7 separate regions of the Mus musculus genome follow, and all the other regions are linked to region 1. A link is a contact called in public Hi-C and promoter capture Hi-C data. All regions are on one chromosome and are shown on one strand. The core of a region is the stretch at or near the end of the contact, and the rest is flanking DNA. Distances in the headings are between cores, read along the strand shown.

Region 1 (3,285 bases), core at 541-3,040:
TATTTATAATAATAAATAAATTTCTGGGCTGGAGCAAGCAGGGATGGAGCGAGCAGGGCTGACAAGAGTGAGCAGAGGTCCTAAATTCAATTCCCCAAAACCAGTTGAAGGCTCACAATTATCTGTACAGCTACAGTATATACACATACATAAAGTAAATAAATAAATCTTAAAACAAAACAAAACAAAACAAAACTGTTGGGCGGTGGTGGTGCATGCCTTTAATCCCAGCACTTGGGAGGCAGAGACAGGCGGATTTCTGAGTTTGAGGCCAGCCTGGTCTACAAAGTGAGTTCCAGGACAGCCAGGACTATACAGAGAAACCCTGTCTCGATGAAAACAAACAAACAAACAAAACCCTAGGTGGAAAGTGATAGAGTATGATACCCAGAATTCTCCTCTAGCCTGCAGCTGCCAGTGGCCATGGGTTACTGGGTTCCTGAAAGGAAAGCTGGGGATGGATGGGAAGGATGACTAGAGAAATAACAAGCCAAGGCAAAGTTCTCTGAACAAGGCTCAATATAGTCTTAAATTTAAAGGGGGGAGACCCATCCCCCACTTTGTCAGGATCACCTCAGGAAAGCAAGCTCAGCTGTTCTGCAGGTAGCTTCTTGCAGGAAGCTGCAGATGTGGCAGACAAAAGACTTCACCTAGGTCAGAAGACTCCACCCTGGGTGGGCTAGCCTACTGTGGCAGAAACCGGTCTGATTCAGCCAGCTCAAGGCTGGGGGGAAGGGCACACTAGCCTCCACATGTAGTGTGTGTACATGTGGCAGACACACAGGAAACAGTCTCATAACTGATGCTGACTGTACCGGAGTCAGCGTGAATCAGAGAACTTCTTTACAGTCAGTTCCAAGACAGAAAAGTAGAGGAAAATTAGTGTTTCTGTGACCTGATTTCCATCTGAGGCATTCTAGCTCCATGGCTTATCCTCAGAGTGTTACCAGCCATGAATGATTGACAAACAATGGTCAACAGAAGCAAGAGCGTTAGCAGTCATGAGTGGTTGACAAAAGCCACAGTATATTTCATCAATTTGGTGGGTGCAAAAATAATAGCAGTTTTTGCATTGCTGAAAATTTTAATATTGGAATATAGTTGTAAGGTTTATTGTTATTTTTTGTTATGTGTATGAGAATGTATTTGTGAGGATGTAAGCAGTATGTGTGTCTGTTTTCCTGCTGAGGCCAGAAGAGTGTGTTAGATCCCTAGTAGGTGGAGTTACAGGTAGTGTTGAGCTGCCTAATATGAATGCTGACAGCTGAACTCAGGTCCTCTGCAGTAGCAGTATGTGCGCTTAACCTCTGGGCCATCGGTCCAGCTCATGGAGTATATTGATAAATGTGGCTATGTTGTATGTCGTTTAATATGTGTTTCCTGCTTTTTTTTCTTTCTTTCTTTTGTTTTTTCGAGACAGGGTTTCTTCTCTGTGTAGCCCTGGCTGTCCTGGAACTCACTCTGTAGACCATGCTGGCCTCGAACTCAGAAATCCTCCTCGTGTGCCACCACTTCCCGGCCGGGTCATAGCTTTTTTAACCTTTAAATAAAGAGCTTTTGTTGGGAATTCAAACCGAGGTCTTTAGAAGGTGACCCTAGGCATCTCAGGCTGAGAGCTGGTTTGTGTTCCTCTGGAATTGTGTGAGAAGTAATCCCAGGACTCAGGGTGTCGCCTGAGCCCATCCCGGGGCGGGATGGCGGCCGCACTGCGCAGGAGCGGAAGCTGCGCTGCCCTTCCCCCACCGACTTCCGGCTGCCGCTCTGGTTCTCCCGCCTCCGACTGTGAGGCGGCTCGTAGACGTCCCGCCATGGCACTGTCGCGGGGGTTGCCCCGGGAGCTGGCCGAGGCGGTGTCCGGCGGCCGGGTGCTGGTGGTTGGCGCGGGTGGGATCGGCTGTGAGCTGCTCAAGAACCTGGTGCTCACTGGCTTCTCCCACATCGACCTGGTGAGGCCCGGGCTCCGGGTGAATGGCGGTCTGCCTGCGGGGCCCGGTTCCGGGCGGGAGTCAGGGCGGCGCGGCCCGAGAGGCCTGGGGTTAGGATCACCGTGCGGGAAGCGGGTTGGTGGGACGCGGGACTCCGGCTCTCCGGACCTCCTGTTCGCGGCCCTCGGCTCCCTGGGCCTGCGCGCGCCGCCTCCCGAGGCAGTTTCCCCAGTTACACTGGGATGCAAGAAGAGACCCTGTAGATGCTGTGACTTTAATTCAAATATTCTCCAACTTAAAATAACGATCCCGCGGCCGAGCGGTTTGCAGCCACCAGCCACAGCACGCCGGGCGTGCACACGTGCATTCATTCCCGAGTCTGCCACCGGCCCTCAGGTTGCAAGTGCTGTCTGCATCCCGTTTTATTTTTAACAGATGAGGAAAGTGAGACGCTATGAGGTTGAGTAACTTACCCTGGGGGCACGCCGTAAGTGGCTGGTTAGACTCCTTGGGGCTCGCGCTCCTCTGGTCTGGGCATCGTGCAGATCCGTGTTTATGTCATTATAGATACTCCCTGGGGTTTGCAGGATTGGGTGACAGACTGTAATCCGTGCATCGAGAGACTGTAGAACTGGAAGTTTGAGGTCCGCTTGGGCTACGTAGCAACATCTTACCCAAGAAATTAAAAAAAAATTTTTTTTTTTGGTTGTCAGGATTCTTAAGTTTTGCGTTAGCGTAATGTGCAATGACAGGAAACCCCTGTAATTTGTGAATGTGTTGGAGATATTATATGAACCTTGGATGTGAATTGAAGATGCCTTAAGGTTTAACAGAAACACGGGATGAAATTGCAGGTGTCAGGGTTTCAGCTGAGGCAGAATTGGAGGGAAACATTCTTCATTGGTCAGGCTTCACACCCAGTTTTGGTCCATAGAAAATAGTATAATCCATAATATGCTAGTGACGCTTGATGCTATTTTAAGAGTAGATTTTTCAATAGACAGGAGTGAATTGAAAAAGTAAATGCTTGTTCTCTGTTTTAATTTTCTTTGGTTAAATTTTTATAGTGAACTTTGAAGTACAAATGAATATTTCAATGATTATGTTCCATAATTTTCCCATACTACTCTAAACTTTAGAATGTTTGATGATGAGAACATTTTGTTGCTTATGTAAGTTTGTTGAAATAGAATGTAAATGATGTTAATTCTTTTCCCCTTTAAAGTAGCAATTAGATTAAAATTTAATTTTACTTTAAACTTTTTCCTTTATTTTACGTGTATGGGCCATTTGCCTGCATTGTGTCTGTGCCTGGTGCCCCCAGAGGCCAGAAGGGGGCGTTGGATCCCTGGAGCTGGTG
Region 2 (3,285 bases), core at 199-2,698, 1.6 Mb before region 1:
TACGATCCTCCCTAAAGTCCTTCCTCTGGCCACGCCCACCCATTGAATCCAGACCCAAGCTCGTGGCTCTGCCATTCCTGCTAGCCCCTACCTGCCGGCTTATTCTTGGGTTGAAAGCTGGGTGAGATTGCTTCTCTCAGTTTGTATTCATGGTATTAGCACAGGACCCAACAGGGTTTGTTACAGCAGAGCAGATACTTCACGGAAACAGATCCAAACGACAAACATGACGGCTCGCTCGGAGTTATTACCGCAAGCTCACCAAGTCAGACCTTACAACTCCTGAAAAATCTTTCAAGGACCGCAAGAAGGTTCAGTTGGTAAAAGAACTTTCTATCAAAGCTGCAACCCGAGTTCAACCCTTGGGACCTACACGGGAGAAAAAGTGAACCAACTCCAGAAAATTGTCCTCTGTCTTCCACACACGAATCAATAAATGCTTTTTTAAATTTTAAACATAAAAAAAAAAAAGAAAGTATTTTTGACCCAGAGCCAGCACTGCCTCTCATCAGACATACGGTTAGGACCTCTACATTTTTCAGCATACGATGCCTGAAAAAAATAATAGCTCCAATTAGAGCCTGGTATGGTGGAGACACATCTACTCTCCCAAGCTACCCTGGAGGGCTGAGGCAGGAGGTTCACAACTTCAAATGTCTGCCTGGGCTAACTACATAAGGAATTAGAAGCCAGGATGAGTTGTTTCAGGAAACTCAATAGCTCAGTGGAAGAGCATTTATCTAGGAGGTATGTGGTTCAATGGGTAAAGGTACTCGCTGCCAAGTCTGAAGGTTTGAGTTCAATATCAGAACCCATACCATGGAAGGAAAGAACAGACTCCTGAAAATTCTCCTCTGACCACAAGTCTCCACAAATAACAATAAATAAATACGTAGATAATATTTTGTGTGTGTGAATGGCTTACTTATCTGTATACCTGAGCACCATGTGTGTGTCTGGAGTCTGTGGAGGTCAGAAGAAGGCCAGAGCTTCTGAGTCCCTGGAAGTGGAGTTACACATGGTTGTGAGCCACTGTATGAGTGCTGGAAACCAAACCTGTGTCCTCTATAAGAGCAACCACGGAGCCATCGCTCCAACCCTCGCTCCAGCCATCACTCCAGCCATCGCTCCAGCCCTCGATAAACTTTAAAAAAAAAAAAAAAAAAAAAAGTCCAGCCAGATTCACAAGCACAAGGATGTAAAGAACGATGGGGTAAATGAGGGGATGAAGAATGCCCCAGCAGGTTGAGGCCACAGTGGATATCAACTGAGTTCTAGACCAACACCAGCTCTGACAGGACCTGGATGGCCACAGCATCTGCCCAGAGCCTTAAGGCCCTTTCTGCCAGAGGGCGTGGTCTGTGGTGGCTCCACCCCACCACAGCCCCGCCCACGCCGCGCGCCTCCAGGCTCACCTGACCGGCTCGCCGCTCACGTGATCTGTCTCGGCGCCGCCATCTTGGAGCCACGGCCGAGGAAGGGGCAAAAAGGGGGAAAGAGAGGGAAAGGAGTCGGGAGCGAGGCGGACGAGGGCGAGGGTACGGTGGGGTCCCGGCCGGCCAAAGGAGGCTCGCAGGAGCAGCAGCCCGCCGCCCGACCGCAGGTACCGCGCCCCGGGCCGCCCCTCCGCTTGAGCGCCGCCGGCCATGTGCGGCCTCGCTGGTGACGCCCGCTTCCTCCTCGCCGGTGACGCCCGCGGCACTGCCACGCACCCGAGCCTGAGCTCCAGGGCCCTGTGTGTACTGTCGTCCCTCTGTCGGGCCTGTGGAGACCCCGGGCCCGCCGTGCCGCTGGGGGTGGGGGTCCCGTTGCTCCCCAGGTCCCGCTGAAGCGCCTTTGCCTTCTGGAGACGTGAAAGCGCTTAGGCCAGCCAGGATGGAGCTTAAGTTTCTTTAATCCCCCGTCCTTTAAGCACTGCGTGGTGTAGGAAATGCCAGCGCAAACGAAAAATAGCAATCGTGGCCTCCCACACGTACACATCCTCTGGGATTGACTGATCTTTCCAGAGATCGCTGAGACCATTGGTGAAAGTGCCCACCTTTCCAGACCTGGGGCATCCCGATCGTTGTTTGGAGTCCGAGGCCTGGGTGATTAATTAGGTCCAGGCAGCCACCCCCACCAAAGGTTGCTGACAGTGGACAGGAATTTGCTTTCAGTCTACATGGCCCAAGGCAATTACTGGATTTACCCCCTTTTCTGTCTGAGTTTGTACTTTCTACTCTACTGGTCTGATTCTGTGTATGGATTGCTATATTGATTAAAAAGAGAAAGTTTGACCCTTCATTCCTTTACCATGGTAACTCTGGAAACTCGGAGGATGCCCTAGCGGTGTACTAATTTTACTTAACTGTAATCGCTAAGTTACTTTCTAAGGGAACCGAATAAGCCTACTTTAAAGCAACAATAGGAAAACAGTAGCCAAAAAAAAAAAGGAGGACCAGGGCAGGAAACTGCTTTGGAGAATATATAGGTCAAGCCACGTTGTCGCATCTTTTCATGGTACTCTTCTGCCCACTGTGTTTGACTAATTTACATAATCACCCCTTAGGCTGTAATTTCGGTTAAAGTTAGAATAGCAATATGTCATTTATTATTCCATATTGGTTAGAAAATTATGTCAGTAAAAGCAGTAGTTTGCTGAGTGAATTACTTACATGGAGGGGGAGGTTTAAAATATACAATTGTTAGAAGTTTTCCAGGCTGATTTGTTTTAGCTTCTGCAAAATCCTCTACTTGTTAAGTAAATTATGTAAATTTGCCTCACACAATTACATTGCATGAACAGCTTTCCGAAATTTCTTTTCAATGTTAAGTATTGGAAGTTTCTTCACTGCCGAAATAAGTTACTGTGTTTCGCCCGCCAATGGAGAGACGTGTTTGATGGTGTTTATTTCCTTCTTGGCCACAGCTGGATTGTGAATATCGATCCAGGAGACTATCTGTTTCAGAAATTGATTGGAAAGACACTGGCTCTGCCACTAACAGCCATGTAACCTTGGGTAAGTCACTTACATCTCACTGAGATGCCTTATTTATAAACCGCCACCACTGTGACTGGACCCACAGAACTCTGAGCAAACGAAGCTGTTTGCTGCTGCCTAGCATCCATCCGGTGCTGTTACTTGATCATGCTCACCTTGAGCATGGAAAGGGAAATCGGTATACTAGGGAAAGCGTGGTTTGAGTTCTGAAGCCAGGCACTGTTTCACGTCTGTGAGCCTCAGAGGTGTTCCTTGACACTTTGTGTCCAAAGAAGGGCTTGGCCACCAGGAATTACAGGAATAT
Region 3 (3,285 bases), core at 318-2,817, 1.6 Mb before region 1:
AAGAGAGCATCAGATGCCCTGGAACTGGAGTTACAGATGGTTGTGAGCTGCCACATGGATTCTGGAACCAAACCTGGGTCTTTTGGAGGAGCAGCCCTTAGCTGTTGAGCCATCTCTGCAGCCCTAAGGTAGGATATTTTTAGTGTAAATAAAGGTTAGTAAGCATCGCCCTTGAAACTCCAATCTGGGGGGGAAAGGAATGAGGCCCAAAGGTCAAGTACACTCGGGCCTTAAAGCAGACCCTGTTTAACATAAGATCCATGAGAGGAACTCATCATTTCTGTTAGCAAACTTTACAGCAAGTATTCTGTGCTGGGATCCTTGCCTGCAGCTGGCGAGGGTTCATCTAGATCTGCAGTGGAATGGGGGAAATTCCTTCTCCTTCCTCCATAATTTCCCTTGCCTTTCTATCGTGCTTCACTACAACTCATCGTCTTGCTGCATGCTTGTGACAAGCCAGTACTCTATGTCTCTGCATATGGCCCAGGCAAGAGTTGGACTTGTCATCCTCCTGCGGCAGCCTCCTTCCTCAGCAGGACTACAGGAGCGCCATCTAAGACCTTAAATCTCAGACTTTACTCTTAGTGCGCACCCACTTTCTATGAGAAGCACTACGACCCGACGTTCTTATGACAGTTCTTGCCTCGTGTTACAGACATGAAGCAGCAGCTGAATACTGTTCCCCTCAGGGACATGCGCCTCACACCAGTTACATGTTCCACAAATCACTTTAAGTAGGTGTGGGGTGAGGGGCTATCTAATAAAGCATTCTGAGCAGTGTGTTCTTGGTATTAACAGTCGACAACCAAAAGAGAAAAAGATCTATCAGGGACAGGTAGCTAAGAAAGGCAGGGTGTATGGAACAATTTTTGTTGGAATTAGATGACAGGCTGCCTTTTCGTAGGTACTGATCTCAGTGGGCCATCCACTACCAAAACTCAGTCTGGCGCACACCTTCCTTTAGTCACAGCACTCAGGAGGCAGAGGCAGACGTGAGGCCAAATTGGTCCACACGCAATTTCAGGCCAGCCAGAGCTAGAAAGTGAGACCCTGTCTCAAAGAGAGGGAAAAGATGCTGACAAGCAGTTTAAAGATAAGAGGAACATCTAGGACTCAATACTGAAGGTGCATGTTAAGGAGGAGAATTAACAACAAAGGCCAGAGCAGTACTACGGCGGCGGCGGGAGGATGGGTGTGGATGGGTTGGGGGTGTGGGGACTGAGAGGCATGTCTTTGGAGACCCAAAAGTGTCTGCGGATTTTATCACTAAACAACGTCGAAAGTGCATATAGCCGGACATTGGAGGCAGGAGGTAGAGCTGGGAAGGTCCCCCGAGACTGGGTAACCTTTCTTCGGGGCACCAGGGACTCCGAACACAGGAACAAGCCAAGCTTAAGACCTGCCTCGGAGCCTAACACCCCCAAAACAGCCCTCTGAGCGGAAGTGTACCTCTTCCTTCCGGTGTGCGCCGCACGAGACGGGGCGGGGCAGCGCGGGAGGCGGGGGCGGGGCCTTGCGTTGACGAACAGCTGCCGGGACCAATGAATGCAGCGGTAGCGGCCCGGCCTCCCCGGCGCGCCCCTTCCCCGGGCTGTAGACGCCCCCCAGGCCCATCCTTGCAGCGCGCCGCACAGAGCCGGGAACAGCTGGGTCCTCCTAGTCTTCACCTCGCTGTAGCCCGTGAAGTGGGCGCGTCCCTAAGGCCTGGGTGCTCGGGGTGCTTCTTTGCCAACCCGAGCCGCCCCTGAGGACTGCTGAGGCCGCAGGTCTGTGGCTGGGGGTCGGGCCGCGAGGGGACTGGACGCGCAGTGTCTACGGGACACGTGGGCGGGGCGTGGGAGGGAGCGTCTCAGAGCGGGAGCGAGTGTCGCGAGGTTCCCCGGGCCGGCTAGCACCTGGTCCTCGCGTGGGCTCGCCAGGTGCGCAGGGGAGTGGCTCCAGGTGCGGGGGAGTGGCGCGCGTCCTGGTCAGTAGTCCAGGAATTGCCTTAGGGTCTCTTTGCTAATGTCTGGCAGGGCTTTGAGTCCGGCTGGCCGGAGCAACTTTTTGTTTCCTAGTTGGGGAGGCTGTTGCCATGCAGACGGGAAATGTAATTAGCACCTGGCATGTTTGTTAACTTTCTGCTTTACCAGGCTCAGGGTAGATGTAAGGTGGGCCCCCTGTATAGCCCTAACCCGCCGAGGGCTAGCAGGGAGGGTATAACTCCTCAAGAGGGGACAGGATTCCAGCTGTGGCTGCAAGACTTTGAAAAGATTTCTTCTCTCCCCCCCCCCCCCCCGTTTCTTGTGCTTTTTGAGCACACTGCATTTGAGTCTGTGTTCAGTCTGAGCATTTTTGAATGAATGAATCTTAACAAAAGCATTGTGTGGTGTTGGCTTCCTCTGTTGTATTTAGCAAGAGCCTTTCCGTTAGATAAACATAGACTTTGGTAACTAGAGTGCAGGTTGGATTAGCTGCCGAAACAATCGCGTCTGGCTACTCCTCATCTTTAATAGATAATTAGTAAAACGCTATTCATTAGTCAGAGGAACCAGGCAAGATGTTCCCGGGGGACTGAAGCCAGCTTACTCACCACCACCACACCCCCGCCTCCCCCTCATAGCTTCCAAACTAGGTAACTGCTCCCGCAGCTACACCCACAGTTGCTCCCCAGAGAGAGCAGCCACCCTGACTGGCACAGCCCCGCACTGTCTTACTGTCTTTGACATCCAGGCATAAAGCTTAGCAGGGATTTTTTTTTTTTTTCAAAGAACACAGGTGCTAAAATTCAGGTATCAGAAACAGTGTTTCAGTTCTTCAAAATCTGGCTGTCACAAGTTTACTAGGAATCCCTCCCACGTGGTCAGTTCTGTGGGAATAAATCAGACCCACTACTTTCTGTAGGAACTGTAGAAAATAATGTAAAACTGTGTCACGCAACAAATCCCACAGTTAGTGTTACGGAATCAGGGAGGGAAAACATCACAAGGGTGCAGCATCCAAGATGGCTTCCTGGAAGAAGTCCTGGGCATCTTCACGTGGCTCACCTGTATCCCTACCTGTATCACTCCCTCTTGGCAGTGCCTGCTGGAGGAAAGGTGCTTCGTCAATGTGGTTTAGTTAAACATTTGTGTTGTATCTTTAAAGGCTGATTAAGATTTGTTTGGGAGGGTCTGCTGAGCAGGGGACAGCAGGCTAAGACAGGCCATTTAAGCACATAAGGGTGTGTTGGGTAAAGTGGGTGCTGACATTTCCATGGGGCATTCATCTGGATGTTGTTTGTAGGAGTGGTTGGAAGAACAATGC
Region 4 (3,285 bases), core at 419-2,918, 1.5 Mb before region 1:
GGAACTGTGAGCTCCAAATTAAAAGCTTTCTTTTATTAATGGCCTTGGTCATGGTATTGTATCACAGTAGTAGAAAAGCAACTGTCTGGTTTAGGATTTCTATTGCTGTGAAGAGACCCCATGATCACGGCATCTCTTATAAAGGAAGGCATTTGATTGGGGCTGGCTTATAGGTTCTGAAGTTTAGTCCATCATCATCGTGGCAGGGAGCATGGTGTAGTGCAGACAGGCATGGTACAGGAGAGGTCGCTGAGAGTTCTGCATCAATAGGCGAGCAGCAGGGAAAGTAACACTATGGCGTGAGCACACTTGAAACCTCAGAGTCCCAGAAAAACACTTCCTTCCAACCGAGACACACCTACGACAAGGCACACCTCCTAACTGTGCCACTCCCTAAGAGCCTCTGGGGGCCATTTTCTTTCAAACCACCACAGTCCCTAACACAGCAATTCCATCCATAGATACATATTTAAAATAACTGAAGGCAGGATTGCAGGCAGGCATTTGAACACATGCATTGATAGTGGCTTTACTCACACTAAGCAAAAAGTGAACAAGGTTAAACTGATGAATACATCTAATGTGCTTTGTACAGTAAATATGTTCAGCCAGGAAATAATGAAATGGGGGAGGGGAGAGCTTGTTTGGTTGGAGCCAAAGTCTCACTATGTAATGGCAAGCTGGTCTTCAATTCCAGATCCTCCTGCCTCAGACGCCCCTGGATTGGCCGACTTTAAAGGCACACACCCACCAAATCCAATCAAGAATGAAGTTCTGTCTCATGGTACAACATGGATAAAAAACTTGAAGGTGGTATATGATTGGTCAAATATGCCAGCCATAAATAAATAGTGCTTGAATAGGCAATTTTATACAGACAGAACATTGTTTTGTAATGGGAACCAGGGATAATAAATAATTTCTATTTAGTGAGTGGGTGCCAGTTTGTAATGATGAAAAATTTATAGAGAGTAGCCATTGCTCAACAGGGTGGATGTAGGTATATGGGCTAGAGGGATGGCTCAGTGGTTAAAAGTGTGTATTAGTCTTCCAGAGCACCAGAATTCGATTCTCAACCCAATATCAGGTGACTCACAGTTGCTTGGAACTCCAACTCCAGGGGTCCAATGTTTGTCTCCTCAGGCTCACTCATCCCTTACCTCCATATATATATATAATGAAAATGGTTAGATGTATTTGGAAAAATTAAAATACATATACCATAAGCAAGTCACAGGATTGGAGAATTGAGCAGTTTTTTTTTCCACCCACTCCATCCCTTACTGGGACCCTCACTCCAAAATCAGGGTGTGTGTGTGTGTGTGTGTGTGTGTGTGTGTATTGCCATAGTTCACACACACACTCACACACACAGCATCTTCTCAGCAAAGGCCCTTGGGGGTTGGGGTAAAGCAGACAGGGCGTCGACTAAGGAGTTTACACCTTGCAGAACTGCGCCATTGCCAGTCCTAGGAATCATTAGGGTGGGGCGTGTTAACGCGCAGTTCAGAGCCTGGGAACCCACAAGCGCCCTCTTAGAGGTTCTGCCCCTTTTCCCATCGCAGGATCGGTCCTCTGCAAGGCACCCTGGCCGAGGCCCGGCAGCCCCAACTCGGCACTCGACTTTTGATGCCTGAGCATCACTCGCGTCTGCGCAGTCGAAGGCGCCGGGCTCGAGTCTCCGGCCGAAGCGATTCCAACCGAGTGTACCGGAGGGCGGCTGCGGCTGCGCGACCCCCGACGGCCGCTGCGCCTGCGCGACGTGGGACAGCCGCGCCATGGCGGACGAAGAACTTGAGGCGCTGAGGAAGCAGAGGCTGGCCGAGTTGCAGGCCAAGCATGGAGTGAGTGAGCGAGCGGGCGGGCGGGCGAGGTGACGCCCTCGCCCCAGGCACAGGCTCTCGGCGTTTGCTCGTGGGACCCCGGCTTCCGCGTACCCCATGGCAACGTGTGTGTGCCCACGGGGATGGGGGTGTCCCCGGAGGTCACCGCCGCCTCCTCGGCTGCCGTAGGGTCCCGCGTGAGGCTTGTGCGGGTTGGGGTGTGCGCGCCTTCGAGTCACCCCCCACCCCACCCCCCAAGTCTCGGTTTTCGCTGCCGTCGAGCCTCAGGCGATCCTCGCCGGGATTGGGGTGTCCTCGGATTGGGGGGGGTCTTGCCGACCGGAAGCCCGCGCTGTGTAGAGGGGGATCCTCTGAGCTCTGGTGCGGAGGACGCCGCTCTGACAGCGCCTCCCCGGGCGGGAGTCGAACCGCGGACTCCAGAGATGGTGCTCAGCCCCTGCGGTGCCGGCTAGGAGGGAGTAGCGGGTTGTAAACTTGCCTTGGGACAAACGCTAGTGGTGGTGGGTGACCTCAGTGGCAAGCATTTGAGCCTTTGAGCCAGCATCTTTCGTGCCAAGCCAGGGTCTCTTTTTTCCAGTCTTCTCACTGGTTAAAAATAGGGCTCCATGATACCGGGGCCTTTTCAGGAATGTGTGCGTTCTCAAACATTCTTTTAGATTGTGACTTGAGACGCTTGGGAAATGTGGGGCTGGGAGTGGGGGTTAGCCTGGGCCACAGTGCTTACCTAGCATACACAACACCCTCTCTTCCCTGAGTTCCACCCTCAGCCCTTATTTAATAAAACGAACACAACATTGCAAATGGAAACTGACTTATTGATTTTTTTTTTTTTTTTTTTTTTTTTTTTTTGGTGAGGTCCAGTTTCCACCTCGGGAACCTATTATAGCAGAAAGAATATCGAATAAGCCCTTTATTTTTGTTTTCATTTATTTGGTATTTTACTTTATTTTGAATACGGTCTCTGTTTATAGCCCAGGCTGGCCGGTAACTTGAGATTCTTGTGTCTCCTAAGTGCTAACTATGGTGACAAATGTGCCTCACCCCACCTTTCCCTGACCCATGTGTTCTTCTCTCTTCTTTTGAAGTTCCACTCCATTAAAAGGTAAAAATTATTTTTTTTTCAGGATCCTGGTGATGCAGCCCAACAGGAAGCAAAGCAAAGGTAGGGCTGGAACTAGAACTTTCTGGAAGAGTGGTTTCATAGATTGAGCTTTTGGCTTTTATTTAGTAGTTGGAATTGGTCCGTGACTCTTAGTGAATCTCAGAACCTAGTGATTTTCTACTAAGCCTGCTTGAAGGTAATTCCCTTTTTAGTCTGATTCAGTAAATACCCACGGAGTTCCAGTAAGACCTCACTTTGAAGTTCTGCCTAAGCCCAACAGTAAATAACCTCATAGGGATTCTAGACCCAAGGCCTCCCCGTGAGCGGTCCGTGGACACT
Region 5 (3,285 bases), core at 581-3,080, 1.4 Mb before region 1:
CCTTGGAGAGGCAGATGATACTGGACACCAACCTAATGTCACCGGCTAATAACCAGGGAGTGTCCTAACAGCACAAAATCATTGAGCGGCACCCGGACAAATCAATAACAAAAAAGCCTGCAGCAGCTTGGTATGAGGCTAGCACAGTCCAGTAAACACATGGAGGCCCAGTCATGACCTTGACCCCAGGCCCTGTGCAGACACCACTGCTGCTCGCCTAGAACTGCTGTTTGCTGTATGACTCAGGTGAGGCATCAGGGCTGGAGGAGCTCTCCCGAGGTCTAACCCAGGAATACACCTTCAGCCAACTGCAAGACCCTGGCTGCTTTCCCAACAACATCTCCTCTGCCCATTCTCTTCCTCTGCCTCCCAATTGCACACATACCTGTCCTGGTGAACCACACCCAAGTGACCTCTCCAATACTCCTATACAGTATTCCTCTGTCTTTCCTTCTCCCCCCCACCCCCGCCCCGCCAAGCCTCCTCCCCCACCCCCACCCCCCCTTAACAAGCTGAATGATCCATACTTGGTGTTTGGCCATTGTCCATTTTCTAAGCCCCATCATTCCCCATGCCCTACAGCTTCCCAAAGGGATGGGTTCTCCCTCCTTCCACCCATTCGGTCCCCAAACCTAGTCCCCTATCAAAACCCATGGGGGTGGGTGGCTCCTGCGTGGCTGCAATCATCACCCCGCCCTGCCCCAAGAATGGCTAAGTCTCACAATATCCAAATTCTGAATGCAAACCGACAGCTGAGCTGGCTAAAGGAAAGACCCCTGAGTGACAGTAAGTACTGGGGTTCAGGGCCCTAGATCCTGTCGGTTGACACACCACCACGGCCTGCACTGGGGGACTCTGAAAACCCTACTATGTGCTGCTTTCGCTCCGGATCAATGGGAAGTTTACAGTGTTTGATGTAAACAGGAGCATCTCTCCACAGAATGAAACAGAAATCCCAGCCACTGAGAACTCTGTCTGTCCAGTCTCACTAGCCCTCTTATCCCAAGCCTCTCACTCCTAGATGGTGATGTGTCACTTGCTTCCCCTGCCACCCACCCCGCCTTGAGTGTCCAGGTCCCCTGGAGCTGGAGGAGAGGCTGGAGGGGCACCGCCTGGCGCGCGCGCATCTGGGCAGTCCGTTTTCAACCAAGAAACCGAACACACTCTGTGTGGTTGTACGTCTCTGGGTACCTGAGTTTTCCATAAGTCTTCTCTACATACAGGACGAGAGGACCTCGCCACGTGTAAAGCAGGCAGGGATACCCTTTCCACTTTCAGCCCCGGCGGAAACTCAATCAGCTGGCCTAGACCAGGATCTGAACACACAGCCTCCTCCCTCAGTTTGGTCACCGGAAAACCTCCCAGGCCACATGGCCTGGGAGCGACAGCTCTGCCCACTGCCCCAAGTCCCAGCTCCGGGGGACCCAGGCCTGCCGTGGTGCCACAGGAACAGATGCATTCTCCGCGCCGCCTAGGCATCCCTCTGGACCTAGTGGACAACGTGCGCGCCGCGATGCGGACCGCAGAGGAACGGGAGAGCTGGGAGGCTCAGCCCGCCACGGGTCCGGGCCCCTGGGGCCCATCAGCCCAGCCTGGGGCTCCCCTTCAGTGCAGGGAACCCCTCCCCCTTCCTCTCCCAGGCCCCGCCCGACCTCGGCGTTCCCCAGAGTAGGGAGGCGCTGGAGGATACCCGCAGAAGACACTTACTTAAGAGGCTACATAGTTTCACCTCTGTGCTACGACAGCACCTCCCGGACCCTGGGCTGGGACCTGAGTGCCCACCACCCGGGTGCGGTGGCTCCACTCTTCAGCCTACCTCTTTACTCCGCCGTTGGGCGGAACCCTGCTCCAGTCTGTCCAATAAGAGGTCGTTTTAGTCGAGACTGACACGTAAACAGAGCAATCATTAAGTCTAGTTCAGTCGGAGGTGGGGCCCAGGCGACTCCGCGCTTCCTACTCAAGCTAGCCCCGCCCAGAACCAGGGAGTGCGCGTGCCCAGAATTCGAGAGGCGGGACCTAAGGAAGATCTGATATTAGGGGTGGGGTCCAAGCTGGGCCCCTGAAATGGGGTTAGACTGTGATGAAGAAGAGAGCTCCAACTAAGTAACAATCCTACCCGGTCGATCGCCCGTGCTACTGGTGATGCAAACTGGAGGTGCCCAGACTTCCGAGCCACCCTACTCTGTTGCCTACAGGGTCTAGTCCCTTGGTCCTTTCCCTTCACTAGCATGGGCTGCGATAAGCTAAGCATTCTTTCTACCGAGTCTCACTTTTCCTCGTCTGCAAAGTAGGAAAAAAAAAAACCTTGAATTTGTAGGGCGCTAAGGTTCCAGAATTATCATGGTAGGGAGAAGAGGGAAAGCCACACTTGATCTACCTGGGCTGGGCCCCGCCTACCCCTGGCCCGGGGGCGGGGAGGGGGCGGGGGGGGCGGGCGGAGGAAGCCCCGGGCCTGGACTGGTGGCTGGAGGCGTGTCCTAGGAAACTGGATCCTGCTGCCCTTGGCCGGGGCTAAGGCGCGCGGCTCGTCTTGGAGACTTGGGGTCGATCAAGGATGGGGTCTTCACTCTGGGCTTCTCAGGGAGCCGCCGTGAAAAAGAAAGTGGTGCAAAGACACTACGCGTGACCCGGAGCGCGTCTGGGGGAAATGGAGGAGCGGATGGGGAGAAGCTAACCAGACTACCCCAGCCGTGGGGACGCCGGAGGCGCACCTCAAGGGTCCCTGGAGAGCTCTGTTGAGAACAGCGGCGAGGACATGAGGAGCTTTCAGTCCGCCCTGCTCAAGGCTGGCATCAGGGCTGGAGGCGACCTACGACGTTGAAGGTTGCAAGTAGGGTACCGCCGGAGGGCAGCGCCATGGCCAGAGAGGAGTGCAAGGCGCTGCTGGACGCGCTCAACAAGACCACAGCGTGCTACCATCACTTAGTGCTTACTGTGGGCGGCTCCGCGGACACTCAGGACCTACGCGAAGAGCTGCAGAAGACCCGCCAGAAGGCGCGGGAGCTGGCCGTGGCCACCGGCGCCCGGTTGACCGTCGCGCTCCGGGACCGGAGCTTAGCTACCGAGGAGCGCGCGGAGTTTGAGCGGCTCTGGGTGGCCTTTTCAGGCTGCCTGGACCTGCTCGAAGCCGACATGCAGCGCGCACTAGCGCTGGGAGCCACCTTCCCGCTGCACGCGCCGCGCCGGCCACTTGTTCGCACTGGGGTGACGGGCGGCTCCTCTGCTGTAGCTGCGCGCGCCCTGAGCGCCCGCAGCCTGCGGCACGAAGCGGAGAGCGACTTCGAT
Region 6 (3,285 bases), core at 416-2,915, 1.2 Mb before region 1:
CTGGCAAGGAATACGTTCACTCTTTTTAACACAAAGTAGTAGTAGTTGTTGTTGGGTTTGTTTATTTGTTTGTTTTTTAAGGCAGAATTGTACCTAGAAAGAAATTTTTGTGCAGTTTTCCTAAGAGTACTGATAACCTAGATGGACACTAAGCTGAGATATGTAGAGCACATGTTTAGCATGCACAGGCCCTGGCTTCCACTCCCAGGAAGAAAAGAGGAAGGAAGGAAGGAAGGAAGGAAGGAAGGAAGGAAGGAAGGAAGGGAAGATGGAAGGAAGGAAGGAAGGAAGGAAGGAAGGAAGGAAGGAAGGATGGAAGGAAGGAATGGAGGAAGGAAGGAAGGAAAGATGGATGGAAGGATTAACTTAAATTTGGTGCTTCATATTTAGTAGGCACCAACTGTACCCAATCCTGAAATCTGAGATCTTCCATTGAAGGTACCACACCCCAGACAAGTCCACTGATGCTCAGAGAAGCCATATTAGTGCATCTCTGAGCAGAGGTAACCACAGAGCGTAATAGTCTAGCCCTCTACTTGTGGCCTTTTGGCTAGTGTGATCAGTTCCAGGATTCAGGACTTGATGGTCAAGCACGGGCGTGACCCTCGGTGCTGCTCATCTTGGGACTTACCTGGGCCTCTCTGGAGAAGGGTTGGGGCTCCGAGGAGGGGGTGTGCGTGGCACCGCTGGCTTCGGAGCGATGCTGGCTGCGGGGAGGAAGCCATGGATGATGTGGTTCTGCACAAATGAAACCCAAGGCAGGTCACCGGGAGAAGATCACCTTGCTCCTGGGCCACCATCACCTCCCAAACTGAGGTCACTCTAGGGATCCGGCCCCACAAGAGTCTTTACACACACACCTGCCGCTGTTCCCAATCCCCATTGGTGAGGCAAGGGCACTCACTGGGGCACACCATCATGGCTATCCGATTCATTCACACCTCCCTGCTCACGGCAGCTTTCCTGACCGATTTCAATTGTCAACTGAACTGGGCTAATCTATACCTACCGTGTAATGAAGCACACCTTTGGGTGTCTGTGGGAGGGCTTTTCCAGAGAGGATTAACTAAGTGAGCTGGGCTAATATACCCTAAATAGGAAAGGAATCAACTCATGGGGGAAGTTTTCTCCAAGACAGGAGTGAACTCCCGGCTAAGAGGAGAATCCTGACAGGGAGGCCAAGATTCCTGTCTGTGGCAGGCTCTGGACATGAAGGGTTCTTTGGAACATTTAGTCTGGGTTTCTGGAATTTAATGCTCCCTGATAGCGATCCCGCCTCGCTCCTATCTCAGTCTTTAAAACCTGCACATGAAGGCAGGAGAGATGGCTCAGTGGTTAAGAGCATGGTCTGCTCTTCCAGAGGTCCTGAGTTCAATTGCCAGCAACCACATGTTGTCTCACAACCATCTGTAATGGGATCTGACACCTTCTCTTGCTATGCAGGCATACATGCAGATAGATCACTCATATAAATAAATCTTTTTTTTTTTTAACCGCACTCGAAGGCCTGGAACTACTCACGAACTGGCTCCGGCGGTTCCTGCGGAAGCTGAGGAGCATCCTGGCTGAGAGCTGAGGGCTGCGGGTTGAGCCGCCAGGCGCTGGACTAGCTGGAAGGTAGACCCCGCAGCCTGCACAGCTCCCCACAGCCTAGCTCCCGCGGACCCCCGACTTTACAACAAGCATGTCTCACATTGGCTCTGTTTTGAGTCTCAGCCTATCAGAGTCAATTTTACTGCCACCCGTTGCTCTTGACAACCCAGCAAGGCGTCATTCAAATTCCAGCCAGAGAGGAAGCAAGCTGAGACTTCCGTTCGATTATTGGCTATAGTAGACGCCCATCTTTTACCTATCACCCAATAAAACGCTGGCCAGGGCGGTCAGAATTTTAAAGAGGGCTCCCGGGCTGTGGGAACCCGGAAGTGGCAGGGCCTCAGGTGAGGTCCACGGAGATTCTAGACCCCGGCGCAGTGAGCTTCCCTGCCTTTGTAGCCCTGGACAGGAACCGAATAGAAGGACAGGGACCGAATGGAAGAGCCACCGTAAGCGTCCTGTTAGGACACCAGAGCTAAGGGAGGTGCTTACAAAGAGGGACGGAGTCACTCAAACAGAAATCTCCCGGGTTTAGCTCGGGGTAGTGGCGCCCGGCTGTCATTTTAGCACTTGGGCTGCTGAGTTCAAGTCCAGCTGGAGTCAACTATCAGTACAGAGCCAAGCGTGATAAGAAGACCCAGTCTTATTTTGAAAATAAATAATCTCTTGAATTCAGACTTCGGTTGAAGTAGCTCAGTGCCTGAAAATCCACTCTACAGATCCTGTCAAAGAGGTCCCGACTTCGTGTAGAACTGTGTGCAACAGCGCCTGCTCTAGTGAGACCTTGCATTTTCCTCATTTAGACCAAAACCACGGATGGAAAGGAACCCGCCTGATGGGACCGGTCCGGTCCACGTGCCACTAGGACATATTGTGGCTAGTGAAAAATGGCGCGGGTCCCAACTGGCTCAGGAGATGCAAGGTCAGTGAGCTGTCTTCTGTCATACCCCTTTCTTCCCAGCACGTTAAAAGAGAGAGTGAGAGAAATGCTGGGTATGGTGATGTTCCTTTGCAATCCCAGCACTCCTGAGACTGAAGTAGGAGAATCATTGCGTTAGAGACCAGCCTGGGGCTACATAGCAAGTTCAAGGCCAGCTTGGGCTATGAGAACTTGTCTCAAAATAGTTACATAGACTAAAATGAAAGGGGACTGGAGAGAGAGCTCCGTGGTTACGAGGACTGGCTTATCTTACAGAGGATCGTGGTTTAATTCCTAGCACCCACATGGTGGCTCAAGGAGTCAGACTCCTCCCTCTTCTGGCCTTTGGGGGCACTAGGCTTGCACATGTGCACAGACATATGCGAGCAAAACCTACATATAAATCTTTGGGTTTTATTTTATTAAAAAGGAGGTTTAGGACAGGTGGTGGTGGGTCACACCTTTAATCCCAGCACTTGGGAGGCAGAGACCGAAGGATCTCTGAGTTCAAGGCCAGCCTCATCTACAGAGTGAGTTCTAGAACAACCAGGGCTACACAGAGAAACCCTGTCTCAAACCAACAAAAAGCGGGGTGGGGGCTAGAGATGGCTAGATCCCCATCTGTTTTCACTGAGCTGTTCATTACTGCCTGTAATTCCAATTCCAGAAGATTTGATGCCCTCTCATGGCTTCTCAGGGTACCTTCATGCACGAACACACACATACACACATATACACACATTTAAAAAAATGAATCTTCGCACAAAAAGTAC
Region 7 (3,285 bases), core at 589-3,088, 1.2 Mb before region 1:
TCGCAACTACTTGTAATTCCAGTTCTAGGACATTTGGTCTTCTCTTCTGGCCTCCAAGGCGTGTGAGCGTGCATGCACATACACATACACTTAAATCTTTAAAAAACATTCAGGCTCCAATCTTTTCCCTTCCCCACCCACATCCTCTCCTGAGATTCACTGCTCTGAATGGGTGCCACAGGAGAACTTGTTCTGAAAAGCTTGACGCCCTCCAGAGTATATTTCATCCTCTCTGACTTCCTGCCTTCTCCCCACCAAGAAGCTGCCACAGGTCCACCAAGCCATCTGTTCAGAAGACAAACAATCTAGCAAGAACTGATATCCCACAAAGAGACAGCAACTTGCTGGAGGCTGTAAAGCAATTTTGTGGGGGTGGCAGCCAGGCCCTAGGGCCTTAGGTTGGACATCTTGAGATTCCCAGGCCAAGCAACCTCCTGCAATTCTGGCCTGTGATCCTCTGGCCCAAATGCCACACATAATTAGAAGTTATAATCCTGTAATTCCATGATGACATCTTTCAACTTAAATATACTTTAAAACTTTTTTAAATGCCAAAAGGAACTTTAAAAATTGCCCACTGTCCCCACCTGTCTCCAGATTTCCCTCTTTTCTATTACTACTTCACGTGTGAGCAAAAGTTCTTTAAGATGCCAGAGTCCCGCGGGAGAAGGAAGCTGCCAAGCCCATTTACGAACAATTAAGAATTGATTGCTCTGTGGGAAGCAGTTTCACTTCCCTATTCATGACTGCTCGCTGCGCCTTCGATCGTATCAGTTAGAAAAATATCCACGACAATCTCTCAACCCACCAGGTGATCCTTGGCCAAAGTCCAAAAGCTATTTTTAGACTCTCTAGGGACCCAAGAGGAAGGTGAGGAGTCTGTCACAGTGATTCGCACCTCTAAAGTGCCTTTGAAAGCCAGCAGCTGTTGGGCAATCCCAGCACCGCTGTGGGCGCCTAATGGGGTCGCTTTTGAGGAACTGAGTTCCAGGGCGAAAGGCAGTCGCATTAATTGCCCAGGAGCGCCAAGACGTGCCAAGCGCGCAGAGTCCAGTCTCGCCCTCTCGGTCTCTCGGACAACCAAATACAGATAAATCCACTTTGGAAGAGTGAGACTCCGGTTCTCTGGCTCTCTTGGGCGAGGACAAACGAAGGGGCACGCCCGAGGTCCCCTTGCAGCATCCACTCTCCCTTACCAAGAAGTCGAAGGGGGCCAACGCTGAAAGCACTTGGGAGGCAAAAGAGCAAAACTCGCCCTCCAGATGCACCATGGCTAAGCGCTCGGGTGGAAACTGAGCTGCGGTATAAGTGCAGAGGGACCGACCGAGCTCGCCAGCGTGGCCAGGAGCTGGTCCTTTCCCCACCAGCGCGAGAAGCCTGGCAGGGCCATCCGGATCACCTCCCCAGGTTCCCACCTGCGTGTGGCTTGCCTGTGCACCTGCACGCCCCAGCCCGGCTGCCATCTGCTCGGGGCTCCAAGCCCCGCGCAATCAATCCCCTTTCGACCCCCCTTCTCCGCCCTTCGGCCCGCACCAACTCTGCGGGTCTCTCCCTTCTCCTTCCCCTCCCCCTCCAGTCCAAGCCGACCCCCGCCTCAAGCCCCTTCAGCACGCTCCGCAGTTTGCCAGGACAGAGAGAGAGGGTCTGTTGACTCGCCACTCACCTTTCGAAAGTAGTCGTCACCCTCTTTCTCCAGCGGCTGGGGAGCCGCGGGTAGCAGCGTATCGGTCATGCTGGCAGCGCGGGAGTCCAGGGTGAACTGAGGTGCAGTGGCTACTAAGGGCCCCAGGAGGCGCCGGGACCCGCCCCCGCTCCCGCCCCGACCAGCCAGCCGCCCTGCCGCCCCGCCCGAGCCCTAGAGCGCCAGATATCTGGAGCTCCGCCCCTCTTAGCAAGACCTGGACCTAGGCAGATCCCGAGCCTGGAACTCAGTTCTGCCACCTAGGCCCCGCCTTCAGCCTCCCAAGAGGCGAATCCCAAGCCCTACAGTTCCGCCCCCCGCATTTGCAGTCCTCCTGCATCCCAGAGTGAGCCCCACCCCTGATCTCTGGAGCCACGCCCCATCTCGCCTAGGCCCCGCCCCTCCACCATCCAGTCCTACCGGAGGCGGATACCTAACTCTGTAGCCTCGCCCCGCTCAACTAAGGCCCCGCCCACAACACGCACGGTCCTCCTCCAGCCCCGCCCGAGGCTGAAGCCAGAGCCCTGAAGCCCTGCCCTTGATTGTATAGACCGCGCCCCTGCCCCATGCAAGTGTTAAGTGCTGTCTGCCGCGAGTCTAGAATGGAGCTCTTGCTGAGCCTTCGATCTTAATCTGAGTGTTGTTCACAGCTCACTACCTTGTGAGCGTTAAGGTGGCGCAGCCAGCGGGATCGGGGTTTCAGCAAACGTAGCGAAACCCAAATTCGCCCTTTCTCTGGAGCCCTAGGAATAGTAAATGCAGAGAACTAAATACGTTTGCTTTCCCACTCAGGGACGCGGACATTCATGACCAGTTCATTCGCTGCTCGGAAGCTTTTAAAGGCTCTGGCCAGGAAGGACGGAAAGCTGTTTGCAGGAGAGGAGGCCTCCGAGCGCTTGGGTAGCAGAAGTCGTCGGGAGAGGGGGCCACCTACTGAGCAGGCTTTGTGCACAGGAATTCTGCAGGTGTCTTTAAGGATGCCAGAGTTCCCAAACTCGGTTTTCTCAGTTCTCAAGCCCAAGTGATTTTTTCTCTGGCTGGTCTCGTGTTATAGGTATCGATGTGGTTAGTACAGGAGTAGCAGGGGGTTCCTTAGGCTCGGGGTTCGCGGAACCTCCTACTGGAGAGTAGGTAAACTGGCGTCGGATATTGGTAGCACATCGGGCTACATCTGCAGGAGCCTAGAGCCCCCAGCCTGTAGACTCCTTCCTCACCGCCGCCACCACCACCAAAAAACACCTTTGTCTTCTGCCTTTGGAGGTCTGTGGGTCGCAGTGTAAACCTCAGATTCGGCTTTCAAAACTAACCAACCGTTTTCATGCTCTTTAAGAAGTGTTTTAGGGGCCAGGGGCGTTTAATTTCAGGACTCAGGAGGCAGAGACAAGCGGGTCTCAGAGCCAAGGCTACACAGAGAATCCTTGTCTCGAAAAACAAAAACAAACAACAAAAATGGTGTTAGTATGGCTGCAGAGGTGGCTCAGAGGATAAAAGTGCTTGCCGCTCAGCCTGACAACCTGAGTTCCATTCCCTGGAACCCATAGGGTAGAAGGTGCAAAAAAGAACTTCCACAGGTTCTCTGACCTCACACGTGCGCCATGGCACAT

What was found. A called contact is a pair of places that touch in the nucleus more often than the background predicts. Capture Hi-C pulls out chosen DNA fragments and counts their contacts.
Region 2: a promoter capture Hi-C map of liver shows a contact between it and region 1, with 3 times the contacts expected there. The contact joins the promoter of Zfp507 here to the promoter of Uba2 in region 1. A contact is called at or near these places in 2 of 39 promoter capture datasets (liver and pre-B cells) and 1 of 9 other capture datasets (liver).
Region 3: a contact with region 1 is called in a promoter capture Hi-C map of adipose tissue, with 2.5 times the contacts expected there. The contact joins the promoter of Dpy19l3 here to the promoter of Uba2 in region 1. A contact is called at or near these places in 1 of 115 datasets of contacts at active chromatin or transcription factors (large pre-B cells) and 2 of 9 other capture datasets (adipose tissue and liver).
Region 4: a contact with region 1 is called in a Hi-C map of CD8 T cells, with 5 times the contacts expected there. The contact joins the promoter of Pdcd5 here to the promoter of Uba2 in region 1. A contact is called at or near these places in 2 of 39 promoter capture datasets (both in liver), 2 of 484 Hi-C or Micro-C datasets (B cells and CD8 T cells) and 2 of 9 other capture datasets (liver and pancreatic islet).
Region 5: a contact with region 1 is called in a promoter capture Hi-C map of liver, with 4 times the contacts expected there. The contact joins the promoter of Ankrd27 here to the promoter of Uba2 in region 1. A contact is called at or near these places in 1 of 39 promoter capture datasets (liver), 1 of 484 Hi-C or Micro-C datasets (B cells), 1 of 115 datasets of contacts at active chromatin or transcription factors (pancreatic cancer cells) and 3 of 9 other capture datasets (adipose tissue, liver and pancreatic islet).
Region 6: a promoter capture Hi-C map of liver shows a contact between it and region 1, with 4 times the contacts expected there. The contact joins the promoter of Cep89 here to the promoter of Uba2 in region 1. A contact is called at or near these places in 2 of 484 Hi-C or Micro-C datasets (CD4 T cells and Th1 cells) and 2 of 9 other capture datasets (adipose tissue and liver).
Region 7: a contact with region 1 is called in a Hi-C map of regulatory T cells, with 6 times the contacts expected there. The contact joins the promoter of Rhpn2 here to the promoter of Uba2 in region 1. A contact is called at or near these places in 2 of 39 promoter capture datasets (liver and pre-B cells), 1 of 484 Hi-C or Micro-C datasets (regulatory T cells) and 1 of 9 other capture datasets (adipose tissue).

Annotation. Positions count from the first base shown.
Region 1 is chr7:34,167,034-34,170,318 of GRCm38.p6, reverse strand. It overlaps Uba2 (ubiquitin-like modifier activating enzyme 2), which reads left to right and starts at 1,790. Exons shown (of 17, transcript NM_016682.2): 1 at 1,790-1,946. The coding sequence starts at 1,809.
Region 2 is chr7:35,801,152-35,804,436 of GRCm38.p6, reverse strand. Zfp507 (zinc finger protein 507) reads left to right here and starts at 1,448. Exons shown (of 7, transcript NM_177739.3): 1 at 1,448-1,603; 2 at 2,909-2,999. It overlaps E130304I02Rik (RIKEN cDNA E130304I02 gene), which reads right to left and starts at 1,845. Exons shown (of 3, transcript NR_033567.1): 1 at 1,416-1,845.
Region 3 is chr7:35,752,736-35,756,020 of GRCm38.p6, reverse strand. Dpy19l3 (dpy-19-like 3 (C. elegans)) reads left to right here and starts at 1,567. Exons shown (of 19, transcript NM_178704.3): 1 at 1,567-1,766; 2 at 3,265-3,285.
Region 4 is chr7:35,645,865-35,649,149 of GRCm38.p6, reverse strand. It overlaps Pdcd5 (programmed cell death 5), which reads left to right and starts at 1,668. Exons shown (of 6, transcript NM_019746.4): 1 at 1,668-1,844; 2 at 2,969-3,006. The coding sequence starts at 1,779.
Region 5 is chr7:35,584,792-35,588,076 of GRCm38.p6, reverse strand. It overlaps Ankrd27 (ankyrin repeat domain 27 (VPS9 domain)), which reads right to left and starts at 1,830. Exons shown (of 29, transcript NM_145633.3): 1 at 1,708-1,830. It overlaps Rgs9bp (regulator of G-protein signalling 9 binding protein), which reads left to right and starts at 2,495. Exons shown (of 1, transcript NM_145840.3): 1 at 2,495-3,285. The coding sequence starts at 2,857.
Region 6 is chr7:35,395,443-35,398,727 of GRCm38.p6, reverse strand. Cep89 (centrosomal protein 89) reads right to left here and starts at 1,665. Exons shown (of 19, transcript NM_028120.3): 1 at 1,522-1,665; 2 at 632-738. The coding sequence starts at 1,560. Faap24 (Fanconi anemia core complex associated protein 24) reads left to right here and starts at 1,961. Exons shown (of 4, transcript NM_178643.5): 1 at 1,961-2,515. The coding sequence starts at 2,410.
Region 7 is chr7:35,332,790-35,336,074 of GRCm38.p6, reverse strand. Rhpn2 (rhophilin, Rho GTPase binding protein 2) reads right to left here and starts at 1,838. Exons shown (of 15, transcript NM_027897.4): 1 at 1,664-1,838. The coding sequence starts at 1,732.